Regions from separate parts of the Mus musculus genome. Here region 1 is linked to region 2. The links are chromatin contacts, called in public Hi-C maps. All regions are on one chromosome and are shown on one strand. Each heading gives the region's core, a stretch centred on a gene start, on an enhancer-like site or on the middle of the called end of the contact. The rest is flanking DNA. Distances are from core to core; before and after follow the strand shown.

What was found. A called contact is a pair of places that touch in the nucleus more often than the background predicts.
Region 1: a Hi-C map of uterus shows a contact between it and region 2, with 2.0 times the contacts expected there. The contact joins the promoter of Bmpr1b here to the enhancer-like site in region 2. A contact is called at or near these places in 3 of 484 Hi-C or Micro-C datasets (embryonic fibroblasts, nephron progenitors and uterus), 2 of 115 datasets of contacts at active chromatin or transcription factors (embryonic limb bud and embryonic stem cells) and 2 of 9 other capture datasets (adipose tissue and embryonic stem cells).

The regions. Positions count from the first base shown.
Region 1 is chr3:142,168,018-142,170,760 of GRCm38.p6, reverse strand. Bmpr1b (bone morphogenetic protein receptor, type 1B) reads left to right here and starts at 1,336. Exons shown (of 12, transcript NM_001277217.2): 1 at 1,336-1,616.
Region 2 is chr3:142,108,778-142,111,477 of GRCm38.p6, reverse strand. The region is part of intron 1 of Bmpr1b (bone morphogenetic protein receptor, type 1B); the gene reads left to right. Among named protein-coding and RNA genes, the nearest start is that of Bmpr1b, 59 kb to the left of the region's middle. Within about 2 kb of position 1,332, at least 6 of the 459 cell types and tissues checked have an H3K27ac peak or open chromatin away from gene starts, as enhancers often do. A contact at or near this core is called in uterus, where this site is marked.

The sequences.
Region 1 (2,743 bases), core at 87-2,586, 59 kb before region 2:
AGTAAATGTTATTAGTAATTCCTACATCACAGGGGTAGATCTATTCAAGTTTCTTTCCTATTTAAAACTAATGTCAGGAGACGAAAATGACAGAAAGTCTGATTGGGGGACAGATAGAAGGCAAGTTCACTGGTCACATACTTATAGTTAGGAAAGAAGAGAAAGACGATGCAGAAGGGGAGGGGGTGGGGTTATCTCTGACTCACAGAGTGAAGGCAACAGGTTGGATTCCACCTTTGCAGTTCTTTCAGCTCTAAGTCCTGACACCTGGGGTCAGCAAGGGCCCAATAAAGAGACACCAACAAGCAATTTACCTACTTAGAAAACTTCTAGACAACGTCTTACAGTCTGGCTTCAGGGACTATAACATGGATACACGATGGGGCAGGCAGACTCCCTTGGCGACACTGTCATTTCAGGATAAATATACCCACCATTTACCAACTCATTAATAAACACCAGGGACCCCACTTGCTCCTAAGAGGGACCTGTAGGTCTCTTATATTTACAGGTGAAAATATTTTATTTAACGTCTGATTCAGCTGGAACAATTTCAGAAGAAAGGGGATGAAATAAAATGGTAGGAATGAAATAGATCATAATGAGAAACTCATAAGAAATTCACTTCCGAGTGGCACAAAATAAAACTTAAGTCACACTTCTAACGAGGACAAACGGGGCTGCTCAACATGCTTGGAATTTAAAAAAAAGTGAGGAAATGAATTATGGTGGAAACTGGGCATCAGGCATTAGGAAGAAAAGATATTTGGAATTCATGAGATACCGCCCTGGGAAACAGTTGGCAAAATGGCTGAGTTGAAAGAGGTTAGCTATGCTCCCCAAATCTCCGGAGAAGCCGAATCACCTTACTTTATATTCATTTCTCCAAGAGTCGAAACACTTACAGACTTAGCCAGGAGACCACAGAGTAAAGATGTCAAATGCTTTCTCAAGCCAAACTGTAAAATTTCATCGAACACAAGTGGAATTTTTTGCGTTGCCTTTCATTGTTTACAATTTCAAAATATCTGTATTAAGGAAAAATTTCATTTTCCTAGGAAGCCTCACTCCATGCCTCAAGATTTCTAACCCCTCACCCGAGACTGTGGATCTAATTTGATGTGCACTCCCCTCCCCTTTTTTATGAGGTGTGTGACCAACGTTTCCATAACTTCTCCAAAGTGTCGCTGGCCCCGGAGAAGTTGAAGTTCACCGCGCTCTGCCATTTGGAGTCGGTCCCAGCTCGCACCATTCCGCGCTGCCTCCTCGCGCTTTTGTTTCTGGAAGCTGAAGGGGGCGTGTGGCAAGGCTTTTGGACCAGCCAGGGACGTTTGTCCGGCTGCAGCGCCAGGGATGCTCTGAGGACGGCTCTGGAGGTGGCTGGGACCGCTCCAGGCGCCGGGCCGCGTAATCCCTGCGCTAAGTGCTTGGCTCGCAGTCTGCAGTCACTAGTGGGAGCTGGAGAGGGCGAGTGAGAAAAATTCCAGCGGCGGCGGAGCGGGAGGAGGGACAGGAGCTACGGCGGCGGCGGCAGAGGCAGCGGCGGCGGCAGAAGTTGCCGGCGTGGTGCTCGTAGTGAGGGCGCGGAGGACCCGGGACCTGGGAAGCGGCGGCGGGTAAGGGGCGCTGGGAAGGGGCCTGGGAGTTCGGATCGGGGGTCTCCAGGGTAGCCCGCGCTTTGTGCGGCGATCGGGGTGGGACACGTGCTCCTCGGGGAGCGGGACACCCGGACAGCGGGGCGCTCCCGGGCCACGAGCGCTTGGGGGGACGCCAAGGGGCACCGAGCTCGGGACCAGCCACCTGCCTCGCCTGCTCCTCGGACCCGCTGGGAGAGCCAAGGCGCTCATGGGACAACCACACTCTTCGGTCCTCTCGCGCTCTCCCCTGCCCCTTAGTCACTCCATCCTCTCAGCCCTCTCCTCTTCCGAGTCTTTCCAACGTGATCCCATACTTAGTAGCTGACTTTCCCCACCTCTTGTCCTTTCCTCCTGTCCCTCTACACTATTCCCATCGGTTCTCTGCAGGGTGAGGTTTTTCTGACATTGGAGAAAGACCCTCCGGAAGTTGTGCAGGGCGGCAGGTATCTAGTTTCTCTGAGCCTCTCCAAGGAGGCTGAGTGCTCTGTGTTCTGAATGGGGACCTTGTGGCTTCTTTGAGTTATTAGGGACTGCTCTTTTCTTAGTCACCTTCCCCCAAGGTGAGGTCAGTTACTGTGAGGGGCCACAAAGGTGCCAGTGAAACAGAACAGAAGAAGGCAGCTGAGTAACAGAAGGTCCCAGACATATCCGCAGTGAAGCGGAACCACCTGAGAGAAGGCTCCTGGATTCTGGAAAAACAAAAGGCTCCATGAGTCCTCACGATGGAGTTCAGCTGAAGAACATTTGAAAAATAATATGAAAAAGCCCTCGGTGTGAGAGCCTCTTGCTGTCCTCACTGAGACTAAGTCTTTGCTTTTCATATGCATATTTTTGGGGCTCTTGGTCACAACTTCTCTAATTATTGTTTTGAGGGAAGTTAAGAGAAATGGTCTATGTCAACGGGGCACTTATGTTTTAAGAAAAAGTGATTTCAACTTTGTACTTTTATACCTCTTTACATTCTGCCGATCAAGGAGAATTATGTCTAACTGCAAAGAAAATAGGAAAGGATTTGTCAGTAATTTAAAAAATATGAGACATTCCAGGGATCAATAATTTCTTTGGAGCATTCTCATTACGAGGATGTTGTCGAGGATATTACATGT
Region 2 (2,700 bases), core at 83-2,582:
TGTTTTATTTTTAATATTAACTACCATTTCATATCACCTTCTAGAAAATGCCATAAGTTAAGCATTCCTTTCGGATATTTGAATAAAGTGAATGATCCAAAGCCATTGTTTAATCTAAGATTCATGACATCTCTTGCTGTATCTGGAAGAAACTATAGACATTAAAAGTGATCTTCATCTAGTTGATTCTTCAATACATTCAGATATTTGACATGTAAAATAAATAGAACATGGCCAGCTGCAGTGTGACATGTCTGTGCTTCTGGCACTTGGAAAGCAGAGGATGGAGATTGCTGCTAGATTGAGATAGCCTGGTCTATACCTTGGGAGGCAGTGGCTGGAGATTGCTGCAAGGTTGAGATAGCCTGGTTCATACATTAAGTTCTAGGCCAGTTTGGGCCACATAATAAAACTCTATCTCAAAAAGTCAAAGCCAATTGAAACAACATAAATTATATAGAAACAGAAAAGTATTTTATGAATATATCATCTGAATTTTATTTTCTTAAAAAATCGGGACTTTTAAAAATAGCATACATTTTAGGGTAGGTTATCCATAATTTATTTTTATTTACAGGTTTATGCATGCCATATTTTCAGCTAACCAGTTCTTAGATACTAATAGTCATAATAAAAACATCTAAGGCTACCTTTAAAAACCCTTTGTACTCAGGGTCATTAAATTTGGTCTGCAATTGTGTTTAGTGGCTGTAATTGTGCTGCAGGATAATTTTAAAGAAGTAGAATTGAACTTTTAACCCCAGGTTTCCTCTCAGGTAATTCCAGGATGAAACATAGCCAAAAGAAAAATAAATCAATTTATCTTAGTTGGCAAATGTTTTTCACAGTTGTGTTTAATACCTTTTCAATCCACTGGTCCATCTCACACAGTGCACGCATGGATGTATGTGTATTTCTTTTCAGGAACGGGTTTCTCATTTGTCTTCATATTCAGCAGTCATGTGACACATCAATTCTATGTAAAGTTATTTTCAAGTAGCAATAGGGATGACTACCTTCCATGTATTGTTTTAACATTTAAGAATAATCACATTTAACCCTAAAAAGAAATCAGGATCCAGAATAATTAAAGAATGTGTGCAAAGCCAAGTGATTGAGTAGCCCCCTGGAGGATTGGGGCAGCCTGTCTCTGAGCCTCGTGGTGACTCTCACTTCAGTTGGGGACCACCTTCATCAGATCAGTAAACTGAAATATTGCCAGGGAAGTCCGTGGAAGTTTGCGATCAGCAAACCCAGTGGTGGCACTGCTCAGGGACCTTCCAGATGGAAGGTGGCCCAGTCAGGCCACCAGAGCTGAGTCTGGCATTTGCAGGCTCTTTCCCAGAAGCCACTGTTGACTGTACCTTTTGAAGTCATGCTTCACTGGGCCTTTGATGTGCTTCTGCGGAGGTTCCTTTCAGGTGTCCAACTTCAGATGAATGGTAATGGCCCCATTCCTCAGCAATAACATAATAGAATTGTGTTCTTTCAGCCTTGTTATGTGGCTCGTGAAGTGCTGGTTTGTAGAATAATTCTTTTTTAGCTGACTGGGATAGTTTTTAAGATTGAGCTTCGGTTATTTTGCATGTAAGCAGGCAGGGCTGCTCAAGTAAACAGTTTTGGGAAATGTTTCTGAAATTTGACTGCTCTTCAAGATAGATAGATGAGAGATAGATAGAGAGTGAATGGTTTGTTTTCAGCTTTGCAAGCAACAGCAGGTGAAAGTCTTGAGAGATATCTCACCCTTCACTGACATGCAAGTGGCTTTTACCTCTGGTCAGTATACTCCCACTTTTGGGGAAGAACAAAATGTGTGGAGGGCAACAGTCTTAGGCTAGAAACTTAGAAGAGTTTGTTCAGTGTAAACTTAACTTTTATTGAAATGAATCTTTGAGAAATGAGGTAAACAACTGTACTGGATAGTTTTGTGTCAACTTGACACAGGCTGGAGTTATCACAGAGGAAGGAGCTTCAGGTGAGGAAATTCCTCCATGGGATCCAGCTGTAAGGCATTTTCTCAATTAGTGATCAAGGTGGGAGGGCCCCTTGTGGGTGGTACCATCTCTGGCCTGGTAGTCTTGGGTTCTATAAGAAAGCAGGCTGAGCAAGCCAGGGGAAGCAAGCCAGTAAAGAACATCCCTCCATGGCCTCTGCATCAGCTCCTGCTTCCTGACCTGCTTGAATTCTAGTCCTGACTTCCTTTGGTGATGAACAGCAGTATGGAAGTGTAAGCTGAATAAACCCTTTCCTCCCCAACTTCCTTCTTGGTCATGATGTTTGTGCAGGAATAGAAACCCTGAGTAAGACAACTAGTTATCACCTAAGTAAGTTCAGAATGTAAGAGAAATGGGTAGCTACCTGATGGTCAAAAGGCCCAACTTTAGCTAAATCTTTGAGATCAAATGAATAGTATAGTGACTATAATTAATACATATAGTTGAGATTTATTGACAGCTATTAAGTGTTCTTGTATCCCACTCCTGTTAAACGACTCAGATATAACCTTTTTTGAGTTATGGTTTCAGCATGGACTGTCTACTTTGGCTCTTTAGTCCTGGCGTCCTCCTTTTTGCCTCCCTAGTCCCAGTTCACTCTGAACAAAAACTCAAGGAAGTGGACTCCTGGGGAGGGTTCAGTGTTCCAAAGGGAGAGTTAAACAAAGAGGCTTTAGGACTAGAGCCAGTTGCCTGCTCAGCCGGG